Linked DNA regions of Sus scrofa: regions 1 and 3 are each linked to region 2. Evidence: chromatin contacts called from public HiChIP or PLAC-seq data. All regions are on one chromosome and are shown on one strand. The core of a region is the stretch at or near the end of the contact, and the rest is flanking DNA. Distances in the headings are between cores, read along the strand shown.

Region 1 (4,638 bases), core at 347-2,846, 140 kb after region 2:
ACTTTCTGAATATACTTCTATAGAATTTAGAGCTTAACAACAATGGAATGGCAATATCTAATTATGTTTAAGCTGAAACTCTACGGAACATAATTATATTGATTGAACATAATTTTGCATTTTTCATAATCTTAAACATAATGTAGGAGTAAGAAAAGAAAAAAATCATTTTATTTGGAAATTTAAAAAATTCGACTTAAAATCAAAATAAAAAACATTATCTTTAGAAATGAATGACAAATAGCATTTGGGATCAGAATTAGTGGGATGTGCATGAAGTGTTACTTAGAGGAAAGCATGTAGCCTTAAAGGCGTATATTAGAAGGTAAGAAAATTTGAAAGGAAGTGCACCAATGATCTGAATGGAAGACTGTTAAATCCTCATTCAGGATTGCAGGTTTTATTTTCATACATATAGGTAGTATATTCTTGTTCTGATTGTAAATACGAGCTGTAAATTGCCATGGTGCTTTATCTCTTTTAATGCCAAGAATAAAGAGCTTTTATGTAGTAATTCATTTCCCTTGTAATATTTCTAGTTTTGAATTGGCCAACTCATATTGGTTGTCATTCAGATTATGTTCCTTTTGAAAACAGCAAACTTGGTGTTGGTGTTCAGAAAATTCATAGGTGTGTGCGTGGGAGATATATGTGTATAAAACATTTGCATGTCCTTAATGTTTAGTGATGCTGAACATCTGTAATGTTCTTATTGACTGTTTGTATATAGTCTTTGGAGAAAAATGCCTGAGTTGTTTGCCTTTTGTTTTTTAATTTTTTGGTCTTTTTAGGGCCATACTCACAGCTTATGGAAGTTCCTAGGCTAGAGATCAAATTGGAGCTGCAGCTGCTGGCCTAAACCACAGCCACAGCAACTCCAGATCCTAGCCACGCCTGCAACCTAGACCATTGATCTCGGCAACACATAATCTTTAACACACTGAGTAAGGCCAGGGATCGAACTCAAGTCTTCATGGATGCTGATCGGGTTTGTTATGGCTGAGCCACAACGGAAACTCCCCCTTTGCCCATTTTTTAAGTGGATTTTTTATTGTTGAGTAGTGGGAGTTCTTTATACATTCTAGATTTCAATTCCATATCAGATATATGATTTTCAGATATTTTCTCTCATCACCCTGTTGATAATGTCCTTTGCACAAAAGTTTTTAATTTTGATGAAGTCTAATTTATCTGTTTTTTTTTCTCATCTGTGCCTTTGATGACATAGCTAAGAAACCGCTGCCAAATCAGCAGTTACTGCTTTACACTAAATGCAGAGTAGACTAACTATTGCATTTCCTTACAGCTTTTAAAATTTTACACACATGTAGATATTCTCCTCTTAGAAAACAGTGTCTGGTTTAGAGAAAAATGCATTGAGTTATCAAGAGGACAGGCACATTTGGAAGGAACACTAGTGTGTGACCAACTACTGCCAATAACAACGCCATTGGCGTGAAAAATATCACTGAAAGTCCAGCTGCCATGCTCAAAGAGACACTGAAAAATTCCAAGGGCTGTGAAGAGTTCAACGAACATATCAGGGTTCACAGTTGGGAGTTAAGAGAAGTTGAATACAGAAGTGATGACTCAGAAGCCAGCTGGCTTATTTACATAACCATTTGGCAACATTTCTGAAGGGAGAGGTAGCAAAAGGACTGGAGGCTGGCCAGCCAGCAAAGAAAGTAAGGATCAGGGCCTGGAAGGCATTATTCTACTGTCTCCTCTTTGAGCCTGAATTCGTCTTTTAACTTGATCAGAGGTGAAATTAAGAAGTATAAAAGGAGGAAAAAACACTTTTGAAGTGCATATTAGAAAAGGGATTACAAAACTTTGTACAATTTATAGAAAATGAAAGGTGTTAAAAACCTAGATGCATACAAAAGGCATCCTTCACCAGATCTTTGTGTACTGTTTAGTCTGAGATACCCCAATAAAGCCTCATGGCATATAGATTTACTGAAGGATGACTACCCCTAATTGGTCGTTGAAAAAGTCTCATTCTAAAAGCTTTTGCTGTAACAAACTCGGGAAAAGTAGATCAAATGCTATAGGAATCAGATGGACAGATTCTTCTTAAAAAAAAAAAAATCAACTTTTAAGCAGACAAAGGACAGTGAGTGGACAAAGATCTTGACTGTGGAAACACATAAAAAAATTTTTTTTTGGCTATGTCCACCATGCGGAACTTCTCAGGCCAGGGATTAAACCTGCACCATGGCAGTGATCAGAGCCACAGTAGTGACAATGCCAGATCCTTAATCTGCTAGGCCACTGGGTAACTACTAGAAATAATTTTAACTAAAAGCTTTCCTTCCTAATATAACTTAAATTGTAACAATATGAACTAGTAGTTATTGTGTACTCCTATTATTAGATTATGTATTTGAGGATGGTATCTTTTTTTTTTTGTCTTTTTGCTATTTCTTTGGGCCACTCCCGCGGCATATGGAGGTTCCCAGGCTAGGGGTTGAATCGGAGCTGTAGCCACTGGCCTACGCCAGAGCCACAGCAACACTGGATCCGAGCCGAGTCTGCAACCTACACCACAGCTCACGGCAACACCGGATCCTTAACCCACTGAGCAAGGGCAGGGACCGAACCCTCAACCTCATGGTTCTTAGTCGGATTCGTTAACCACTGCGCCACGACAGGAACTCCTTGAGGATGGTATCTTAATGGTAGATTACCTTATAGGTAAGAGTTTTCAGAGCATTTCTCAATTACTTCACTGTATTTATTTTATCATAATTACCCTGTAGATAGATATTATTATCTTTATTTTTGAGTATTGGGAAGGTTGAGTGTCAAAGTGAAATGATTTGTTTTAGGTACCATTGGTAAAGTCCAGATCTCCAGGTTCCAATTCTTGATGTTCTTCTTAGCTTTCTCATAATTCACCATGGTACTTTATTTAGGTTCATTGTAGACAAACTAGGCTTTCAGAAATAATTTTGGGACTACACCACTTATCACATTGCTTTATGAAACAGTATGTTGTGATGTTTGAACAATCAACATGAAACAACTTTAGGGGACATAAATTTGCAAAATTGGGCTTTATAAAAATTCAGCCACACATTTAAACTTCTGGTTCTTAAACTTCACATATCTGAATCTGGAATTCAAGAAACTAGTGGGAGTTCCCGTCATGGTGCAGTGGTTAACGAATCCGACTAGGAACCATGAGGTTGCGGGTTCGATCCCTGCCCTTGCTCAGTGGGTTAATGATCCGGCGTTGCCGTGAGCTGTGGTATAGGTTGCAGACGAGGCTCGGATCCCGAGTTGCTGTGGCTCTGGCATAGGCTGGCAGCTACAGCTCCAATTAGACCCCTAGCCTGGGAAACTCCATATGCCGAGGGAGCGGCCCAAGAAATAGCAAAAAGACAAAAAAAAAAAAAAAAAAGAAACTAGTGGAGGGAGGTGGTCATAATGGGAGAGCAGCAGGACCTAGAGTGAAGACTGTGTCCATCGTGACAAATGAGAGGAATGGGAACTCTGGGTGGGATATTTTTGATGAAAACTAGAAGAAACTGTCAATAAACCAGACTTTAAAAAGTGAGGGTAATTGGGGGAGGAAAGTAGTAGAAATGATAGCAGTGGTTAGTTATAGAAGATACGAAATATGTAATGATAACAGACACTGGAGAGCCAGCAGTACACAAATTTTGAATGTCTTCAGTGTCTGAGAATTCAGTGAACCTGGCACTGAATTCTCCTTTAGGCAGATCAGTGCTTTTAGCTCTGTAGCCTTGAGGGAACTGGTTCTGGGGTTGGGATGAAACTGGGTTTTATTTTGATGTGTAGGAAAAAGCTGAGCTTTGAATAGTATAGTTACTGTTGTAGGTACACAAATAGCATGTCAGATCTAAATTTATTGAAGAAGTCATCCTATTATATGAGCCCATCATTGTCTTATGAAAGGCAAAAAACTATAGCATTTAAATACTGAATAAGTATAAGGAATACAGAAATGGTGGTATATTTAGTATAGTATTTCTCTGCTGTATATAATGTCACTACTCGAAACGAAAAAGATCAGTGGTTCTCAATCCTCACTGCCACTGGAATCTTCTGTTGTCTCAGTCCCATTCTCCAGAGATTCTCTTTTAATTGCTTGGGATGAGGCCTAGATAATTCTAAAGTTGACAGCAAAGCTGGAATAGGGACTTCCCACTCCCTAATTGAGACTTCCTAGGTCTTCCCTGCTGGGAGGGCTTTTCAGTGAAAGGAACAGAAAGCACCCCCCATTTTTAGACCACATACAAACTATGAATTTCTTAACTTCGGAAAGTGGTTTTGGTGATTGAGAAACCATTTCTATCTAGTACCTACAATGGAGTGTTAACTTTTTACAGATAATTTGATTTGCATTATAGTCTGTACTCAAATAGTTTTTATGGTACTGATAGTATATACCAATTTATTTTGATGATAGAATCAAATTCTATCCTGAAAGGTGTTTTAAATTGACCCTTCTGATACGAAGCAGAGTAAGAAGGTATTGGTTGCAGGTACTTTGGGCTTCGGGAGATCAAATCTTTCTGGATTTAAAGTTGCAGTACAGTAGTTTTCCAATTTTTTGAAATAGCAAGACTTTTATTCACCCATGTAGCTGGTACAGTGCCTGAACCATAT
Region 2 (4,236 bases), core at 788-3,287:
GTTTGAATGACTGTTTTCACTTGAAAGTTATACAAGTTCCGTCTTCACATCTTTGAGCCTGGGTTTCTTTATTTGTAAATGGAATATCATAACCTTGAAGCGTTGCTGAGGTGAATGAGTTAATCTAAGCATAATACTTCACAGAGTTGTACCCTGGCACCCAGTAGGTGTTCAATAACACATAGCCACTCTGTGTTAGTTGGGATGTGTTGAACAGGACTAGGCTTTTGGATGAAAGGAGAGCACTCTACTATTTGACTTTGCTCCCTATAAGCCTTCCGAATGGATTGCCTGGGGCCAGAATCTTATCAGGGACTTTTACATCATTTTGCCCAAGGTCTATCCGTTTTAAGAGAGATAATGCTCATAAAGTGCTTAGCAAAGACCAGACACACAGTAATCGCCTGATGCTTGCAGCTATTAAGTGAGAAAATGAAACTAGCTCAGAAAAGAATAACAATTAAGCAATTATCAGTCTGTTATCACCCTAGTGTAAGAGGGAAGCCAAATTCTTTCCTGGGAACAGGTTTCCATTGACCTGAGGACGTCTGAGATCTGGAGAATGGCAGGAGAATCTGGGGATGGCAGGACCACTTGAGAATTTTTCTTGGAGTCAGTCATGTCTAGAAAAGAGAAGAGAATCTGATCCCAGGTAACCAGCTGTCACAGATCCAAATGGTTCAGTATTCTGGGTGATGAAGTAGTTCCTGCCTTCTGTCTGGAGATGGGGAATGATGCTTTCTTTTCAACACTAGGAACCCTCACCAGAAAGACACAGACTCATCTTCCAGATAGATGCTTTTTCCGAGAAGGAGCTTTTGGGGTTCCCAGGGACTATTAAGAATTAAGCACCTACTATGTTTAGAGCTTTATGTGAATTGAAAGAAAAAAAAATGGCAGTGTGAAGCAGTATAGCAGGAGGCAGAACCCACTCTGTAGTTGTCTCTGCCAACTACACTCTCCATGTGACCTTGGGAAAGTTTTTCCTTCCTCTTGAGCCTCAATTTTCTCAGCTCCTTGTGTCGTGTGATAGTATGAGCATCTCAGTCTCTTCATTTGTAAAATGATTACTACCTACTTCACAGGACTGCATGATAATGAATATGTGTCTGGTAACCATTATTACCTGGCTTGCTCCCTGATCTCTCTGTAATTCCTTTCTACTCAGTGTCCCTGTGCTTGGACAAGACCCCAGTTGGGGGAGGAGTGTTGCAGAGGGGGTGGGATGGTTTTGGTCGGTCCTGCTGGTGAGAAAAGGAGTTTATCAACAAGTAGGACCCAGGGAGCCGACCACTGGTCCCCGGTCAAAGGGCGCTCCTGTCTTGGGGCAGGCCTTGGAAGAATCCGTCCACAGAATCCTAAGTTAAGGTTGCTGACTAGATAAGGCAGGGCAGATCAGGTCCCCAGGCAACTTGGGAGGTGGCAAGATTCCTTCAGATGAAGGTGGATGTGAGATCCAGGTTGGCTCTGCCCTTTCCTGGCTGGGTGACCTTGGGCCGGTCACTTTTCCTCTCCCAGCCTCAGGGTGCTCTGGAAATGGGGCTCCTCATCCCACTCGCCTCTCTGAGGGGACAAGGGCGAAATGTCGACACAATGGACGGGATCAGCGTTAAGGGCCAGCGAGTGCTATTAGTTATGCTAATAGGTGCACGCGGCAGGTTCCTATCCAGCGGTTCCACTCTGGTTAAGCGGTTGCTCCCACCGTAACTGAGGTTTCTCGCCTCACCGCCTCCCGCCTCGGCGGACAGGGCTCTGCGGACCGCAGGCTCGAGGGCCTTTACCATTGTTCTCCGAGGTGGGCGGCAGGGGAGGGCTCTCGCAGACCAGACCTCGCCTTTGGTCTCTCCCTCCGCCCCGCACCCCGGCTGCAGCGAGCCTGGGAAGCCCCCTTGCCGATCTTTCCCGAGGAAGCGAGCCAGTTCCAGAGAGCGCCCGAACGGCGGCCGAAGACGCCCCCGAGCATTTCCGAAGAATCCCGACCGCTCCCAGTCTCCGGAAAGAGCCGAAGGGGCTTCCCACCCTCGGCCTCCCGAACCATTCCGAAAAGGCCCGAAGTTTTCCGAGCGGCCGTCCTGCCGGACTGCTGGAGGCGGCCGCAGCGCCATGTTGGATGCTCTGCTCGTTGAGTGAAGAAAATCCGCCGGCATCGCCTGAGCCCCGCTACCGAGAAGGGCGCCGCTTCCCCCGGGGAGGGGGATAAAGACCCCCCGCCGCCGGCCCATGAGGATATTGCCGTGAAAGGTCCGGTCTCTCCGCCTCCTGCCCCCGCCGGGTCCGGCCCCCCCCCGGGGTCGCGTTGTCACGGAGACCGGCAGCCGGTGGTGCTGGCCCGCGGGGCGGCTGCTGCTGCCGGCGGCGGCGGCGGCGGCGGCGGCGGCGGCGGCGGGCGTGTGTGACCGGCCCCGGCCCCCTCCTCCTCCTCCTCCCAGCCTCCCCCCGGCCCCCGCTCCCGCCGCCTCCCCGGGTCTGCCCCCATCCCGCCCCCCCGCTGCCCCCGGCCCCTGCACCCCGGCGCGCCCGGTCCCGCTCTGGGGGGGTTGGTGGCTTCGCTTTGCCATGAGTTTACCGCAGAAACCGGCTCTGAAATCAGGCTCAGCGGCTGCAGCAGGAACCGGACCCGGCACCGGAGCGGCGGCGGCGGCGGCGGCAGCAGCGGTACCGCCTCCTCACCCGGCGGCAGCAGCGGCGGCGGCGGCGGCGGCGGCGGCAGCGGCCCCTCCTCACCCGAACATCAGGGCCCTCCAGACCCAGGCGCCCCAACAGTATCCTTTTCACCTTCCTGCCGGCCGTTCGGCTCTCTTCGTCGCAGACCAGGGGGGCTGAGGCCCCTCCGGGAACCCTCCTGCCGGCAGCCACAGCCCAGCCGGGGAAGGGACTATTCCTTCAGCCCACGCACCCGGCTTGGCCGGAGCTTTTGGGGTGACCCGGCAGCAGCACTGCGGGGGACCCCGGGACCCTCTGCACTACTGTGAAAACTAGCTCCGTCGGCCTTGCTTCCGCAGCCCTTCCCTTTTGGAGCTGGGGACCCTTCCCCCTTCTCGCCTCTCCTCCCCACCCCCCCCCCCTTTATTAGGCCGAATTTGCTGGTGCCCGGGACCAGCCCTGCAGGGAAGGCTTTTCTCTGATTGTTGTGAGGGCTACACCCTCCTCCTCATCTCCCTTCAGCTCTCCCTGCAGCGGGGCATAGTGGGCTTCCCTAAATATTATTAATACCTAAGAAACTTTATTGGTAATTTTACTGTTTGAAACTAAACTCAGCTGGTTCCGGAGGTAAGTTGGATTTTAAATCTATGGCGAAATTTTGCGGAAAGCACTCCCTCTGGCTAATGTTTTTTAGCGATTGGGAGAGTTGTGATGTGGTTTGTGGTGGAACGCGATCTGAGGAGGAAATGTTACACCGGACGCTTCCCTGTCTTTGACCTTTTTTAAAGGAAGAGGAAGTTAACTGACATTACCCATCACCCCCAAAAGTCTCACTTCTTGGAAGGCTCGTGTTATGCTGATTGTTTTTAAAGGGCTTTAATTTACTCTTCATAGGCCTCATGTCTGGAGGGTGCCAGGGCTCCTGGAGGAAAGTCTAGTATTGAATGTGTCTAATTTCATGTTATTTGCTCGATTGTAGAATTTTTGGACAGCTTTGATTGGAAAGACTTGGTGACGAGGTATTTTAGTTAAAAACCAGCGGGTGAAGGTAAAACGTTGAGTTCATGAATTCCACGGAGATTTAGAGAGGTATTATTACCTACCTGAGAATAACATTTCATCATGCACCCCTCCCCCCCAATCCGTTGTATTTGTGTAAATCAATAAATAATCATTGGATGGTAGATGTGTTGTGTTTTTGTGTTCGTGTCATTGTGTGTTTGACTTTTAGAGTAGGGTGTTTGAGCAAATAAGCAAATGCGAAACTAACTGCTGTGAGGTCCACAGATTATTTCACGGTCTGTAGTTTGATTCTTGTCTGTATCCATTACTTTGAGAAGGGAAAGGTATCTCCCTTCTAAAGTCATTTCAGGTCATTGTTTTGGTTTCTTTCAAGTGTCATTTTCTCTTTTCTTTGAATGTTGTTATCCACATTTTTTTCAATCCAAGCAGTGTGGCGCAGAGTAAGATAAATTCCATTCCAGTGTGATGTGTGTACTGATTTCATAATGTTAACTGCATGATTCTGTTCAATTAAGAATTGTTCACCGGTGAGAATGGTTAGTGATATCTTAGTGTGCGTTGCCCATGGAA
Region 3 (4,305 bases), core at 1,733-4,232, 160 kb after region 2:
TCTCTGACCATAGCCTCCTACATCTACCTTTTGTATGTTTAATCCTATTGTACCTGTTTTGCAGCCTGTGACCCCTTAATTCTGTCATCACTTTCTATTCTCAATATGACAAACCCTTCACATTGCTTGTTTAGCCTTGATCTTATCATTAATCGTTATTAACCTTTCCCTTTCTTCCCTCAGTTTCTGTATTTTGCCAATTCCTATCCCTGAATCTATTAACAAAGCAAGTGTTTTCCTATATTCTGGCTCCCAGAATGAAAGATCGTGGTGTAGAGATTAAAATACGTTTACTGATGTACTTTATTAAGAATATATGATTTCTAGAAGTTCCCATTGTGATGCATTGGAAACCAATCTGACTAGGAACCATGAGGTTGCAGGTTTGATCCTTGGCCTCACTCAGTGGGTTAAGGATCTGGCGTTGCTGTGAGCTGTGGCGTAGATTGCAGATGTGGCTTGGATCCTGTGTTGCTGTGGCTGTGGCATAGGCCGGTAGCTGTAGCTCCAATTTGACCCCTAGCCTGGGAACCACCATATGCCGAGGGCGGGGCCCTAGAAAAGACAAAACAAAAACAAAAACAAAGGAATTTATGGTTTCTTAGTACAGCTAGACCAAGCTATATAACAGTTATTTGGTGATTCTATTAATCATCATTAACTGACCTCCAGCTATGTCCTGCACTATACTTTTATTTGCACCATGTTGGCTTCCAATAGCCTGACGGGCTATTTATATTTACCCTATACAGCTCCTGAATTTATTTATTGTATTATTTCTGCTTTTCTTTTTTTAATCCTCCTACTTACTTTTTTGGAAGCACCTACAGTTGTAGTAATTATCATGAAATATATAATCATGTAGAAGAGCATATTAAAACATGTTCAATTTGAAAGAACAATAAATAAAATAACTGACCACCACTCACTTTAAAAAGTAAGTTATCCCAGTGTCTTTGAAGCCCTCATGTGCTTTTCCTTTAACCCACCACTCTACTCTGTCTCTGCAGGTAGCCATTATCCTGAGTTTTGTGTTTGTCACTATTTTGGTTCATGGCTTGTGTTTGTTTCCCTCTACTTTCACTGATAGCAGCAGAATGAGGTTCACATTCTGAATTTGCTGTTAAATATGTGACCTTGGGCAAGTTGCTTTATTTCCTCTGAACATGTTTTCTCATTTTAAAAATGATTTACTTCATAGAGGTTTTATGTAATTAAAGTAGATATGTGCCTGGCAGTGAACAGACCCTCAGTAAAGAGCGTTTGCATCCCACCCTTCAGAAAGTACATCTTACTAATTTAAAGATTTCATTTTCATTTGTGTATCTCAAGAATGTTTGTTTGAAATAATTTTTTGTTATTTGGCCCTATACCCTAGGCAGTCTCATCTACTCTCGCAGCAAGAAGTTAGTTTTATGCTGTTGAGTCTTGGATCACAACTCAGTTCTATACAAGTCTAATTGCTCTGTATACTTTTATGCCTGGAGTTGTCTTTAATAGTTAAAACTGAACATAATACAATTGAATTTATCATTTTTTCATCCAAAGCAGAGAAAACAACTAATGCAAAGACATTAAGAGAAAATAAACTTACGTTTGAGAGAAATAAAGTAAGGAGGGTAATGGAATATGAGATTAGTTGTGAGAGGTGGCCTATAGCCCAATCATTTTGGACCCTTTATACATCCTGAGCCACCTAATCCTCTAACCTTGGTGCATCAGCTTCCTTACCACTTATATCTAGTTACTTTGAAAGTCCTGCTATTTTTGGATACTACTTATCTCTGAAATATGCCTCCTTTGTCTAGATTCATTATGGTAAACCAGATTCATTATGGTACTAAGCTCCCTAGCTAATATCCCTGACACAGATCCTTTTCTCCAGGACTCCATATTAATGTAATAATCCATTTCATTAAACAGATCCAATGATATTGCTGCCCTGTTCATCATATCCTGGGGTTCCTTTTAAGACAAAGTTGTTACTTGTCTTGACACATCGTTTTCGTTCAGCCCAAATCTGATTCTATAGCCGTGCTCTGATTCACCCACCTCTTAACTTTGGCATCACTGACCTTTTTCCAAGTTCTGCAGAGTTTTGCAGCTTTTCCATTTTCCAGGTCTTTGTGTTTCTTTGATACTCTTTGTTTTGCTTACATGTGGTGCTCCTCTGTTCATATGGCCACTGCCCTGTTCTCTATCCATCACTTGTTGAACTGTTACCTGTGGAGGCTGTCTTGGAAATCTTCTCCTAAGAAGAATTAATCAGTTTTTGTTTGGTTCTTGACATATTAATCACACTGCCTAAAGCACTTTCTATATTCTTTCGCAGTCTAGTTAGGTAAATTGTAAATTCCTTGAGCTCAGGAACCATGGCTTTTTCAACTTTTTTCGGGACTTTTGTTTATACTTGGAAAAAAAGTCATTGAGTTGCTACATTTTCAACAGTGTATTGTGTGAGGGTTTATTTTATTCTAAAAAGGTTTTTGTGTTTAATGTTTTCCATTGCTGACACTAATTAGCATCCTCAAAGGAAAGAAAATATAAAGCAATTTTGCTTTGAGGCTTTGTTATTTGTAGTTTAAGTCAAGAACATAGACCATGTCTTTCAGGGATACTTCAGAAAGAAAACCTAGGGAATGTATTATTGTTCATGTCTTAAAAAAATCATAACCTATGTGGACAGAGCAGTGCTTAAATACCTCTATTTCAACCAGAGAGAAATGTTTTTCTCCGGAGAAGACTGGCCTAATTGAGATGAAGTTTGCTAGCTTAATTAGCCTCCTGTTTTTGCCTCTCTGCGGTTTTGCATTGTCAGGAACACTTGGTGTGTTAGTTGGGGTGGGGGTAGAACTAAAGTGAACTTCATCATAAGCTGGTTTCTGTTATTGGAGGGAAAGTTTTGGGGAATTGTAATGTGGGAATGGGAGAAGAAGCCAAGTGTTGTGATGAGACAGAAATTTCCACTGAGCTACTGGGAGCAGGAAGACTATTGGTGGGTGACTCAGCTGTTTGCTAACCCTGTCTCATGTGATAGAGTATGCATGATGTCTGTTTATTATCAGCAAAGTGCTAGAAGAGTCATCTTACATAGCAGTCATAATGTTTATTTAGCTAGGTCAGTGATGATCTAAAAATAATTTGTAGGGGATTTTAATTTTCTTACTACATTTAGCATCCTAAGATAGAAAATTCATAATGAAAGGGCTTTTCCTTATAAGTAACTTTGAAAATATAGTTGGCCAATACTCTTTTCCTTCTTTCAATGTAAAGATGAAAGTTTTGTTCTTTAAACGAAATGTTAGGAAAAGAAGATAGCCTTTTAATTACCCAGAAAATAATTCTGCACAATTACACTTTAGCTTGTATTCTGGACAAATACTCATTTTGAGTGCTTCAGGGCCATCATTGAAGTATTTATGTAGTAAATTTTTACATAGGGAATTCCCCCCCCTTTTTTGTGAAATTAAAGCAAATGCTTTTTTGAAATAAAAACATTAGTTTTGTATATTTGCTGGACTTTATGTTAAGATTAAGTTATTATAGTAATAGTTTTACCCTGATTTTCTTGATTTACCCACCTTGTACTCAGGGTTTGCACCACTCTGTACCGTAATTGAGTCTTTCAGTGTGTCAAAATGTGATTATTATTACCCCATGTACCTATTTATATGCTTGGCTCTGAAAGAGAAAGCACTTGGAAGCCTGAGTATATCTAATAATCGTAATCTGCTCATCTATCTGGGAGGTAGTGAGTCACTATGATTTATTCTTTTCGGCACTTGATTGTTGCTCTTCAAGGTACAGCATGTGCACCCTATAAACTTGAGTCTGAGAGTGTTTGGAAAGGGAAAATGGATTTATTAAGAAGAAATAACTGCCAGCATTCTAGATACAGTAATGTTTAAGTAGTAATATTTGCTTAGTCTAGTAGTCTGTAGAATTGCATTACTTACAGTGCTTAATATTATATATAAAATGGGAATATATACCTTTGTATGATGGATGAAAAAAATGACTTGTACATTAAACAATTATTGCATTGTTTTCTTTTTTATTTTATTTTTAATTTTTTTTACTTTTTTAATTACTCAAATGAATTTATCACATTTGTAGTTGTATAATGATCATAACAATCTGATTCGCAGGATTTCCATCCCACAGCCCAAGCACATCCCCCCACCCTCCAAACTGTCTCCTCCAGAAACCATAAGTTTTTCAATGTCTATGAGTCAGCATCTGTTCTGCAAAGAAGTTCCGTCTGTCCTTTTTTCAGCTTCCACTTGTCAGTGAAAGCATTTGATG

What was found. HiChIP or PLAC-seq counts read pairs in DNA pulled down with a chosen protein or histone mark.
Region 1: a contact with region 2 is called in an H3K27ac HiChIP or PLAC-seq map of skeletal muscle, with 2.4 times the contacts expected there. The contact joins the enhancer-like site here to the promoter of EIF4G3 in region 2. A contact is called at or near these places in 2 of 5 promoter capture datasets (fetal liver and liver), 14 of 47 Hi-C or Micro-C datasets (alveolar macrophages, blood, embryonic fibroblasts and 5 more) and 2 of 2 datasets of contacts at active chromatin or transcription factors (alveolar macrophages and skeletal muscle).
Region 3: a contact with region 2 is called in an H3K27ac HiChIP or PLAC-seq map of alveolar macrophages. The contact joins the enhancer-like site here to the promoter of EIF4G3 in region 2. A contact is called at or near these places in 2 of 5 promoter capture datasets (fetal skeletal muscle and liver), 12 of 47 Hi-C or Micro-C datasets (alveolar macrophages, blood, embryonic fibroblasts and 5 more) and 2 of 2 datasets of contacts at active chromatin or transcription factors (alveolar macrophages and skeletal muscle).

The regions. Positions count from the first base shown.
Region 1 is chr6:79,234,634-79,239,271 of Sscrofa11.1, reverse strand. The region is part of intron 4 of EIF4G3 (eukaryotic translation initiation factor 4 gamma 3); the gene reads left to right. Among named protein-coding and RNA genes, the nearest start is that of EIF4G3, 150 kb to the left of the region's middle. Within about 2 kb of position 1,596, at least 23 of the 83 cell types and tissues checked have an H3K27ac peak or open chromatin away from gene starts, as enhancers often do. A contact at or near this core is called in alveolar macrophages and skeletal muscle, where this site is marked.
Region 2 is chr6:79,379,863-79,384,098 of Sscrofa11.1, reverse strand. EIF4G3 (eukaryotic translation initiation factor 4 gamma 3) reads left to right here and starts at 2,037. Exons shown (of 34, transcript XM_021097671.1): 1 at 2,037-2,241; 2 at 2,591-2,762.
Region 3 is chr6:79,217,333-79,221,637 of Sscrofa11.1, reverse strand. The region is part of intron 4 of EIF4G3 (eukaryotic translation initiation factor 4 gamma 3); the gene reads left to right. Among named protein-coding and RNA genes, the nearest start is that of EIF4G3, 160 kb to the left of the region's middle. Within about 2 kb of position 2,982, at least 23 of the 83 cell types and tissues checked have an H3K27ac peak or open chromatin away from gene starts, as enhancers often do. A contact at or near this core is called in alveolar macrophages, mesenteric adipose tissue and skeletal muscle, where this site is marked.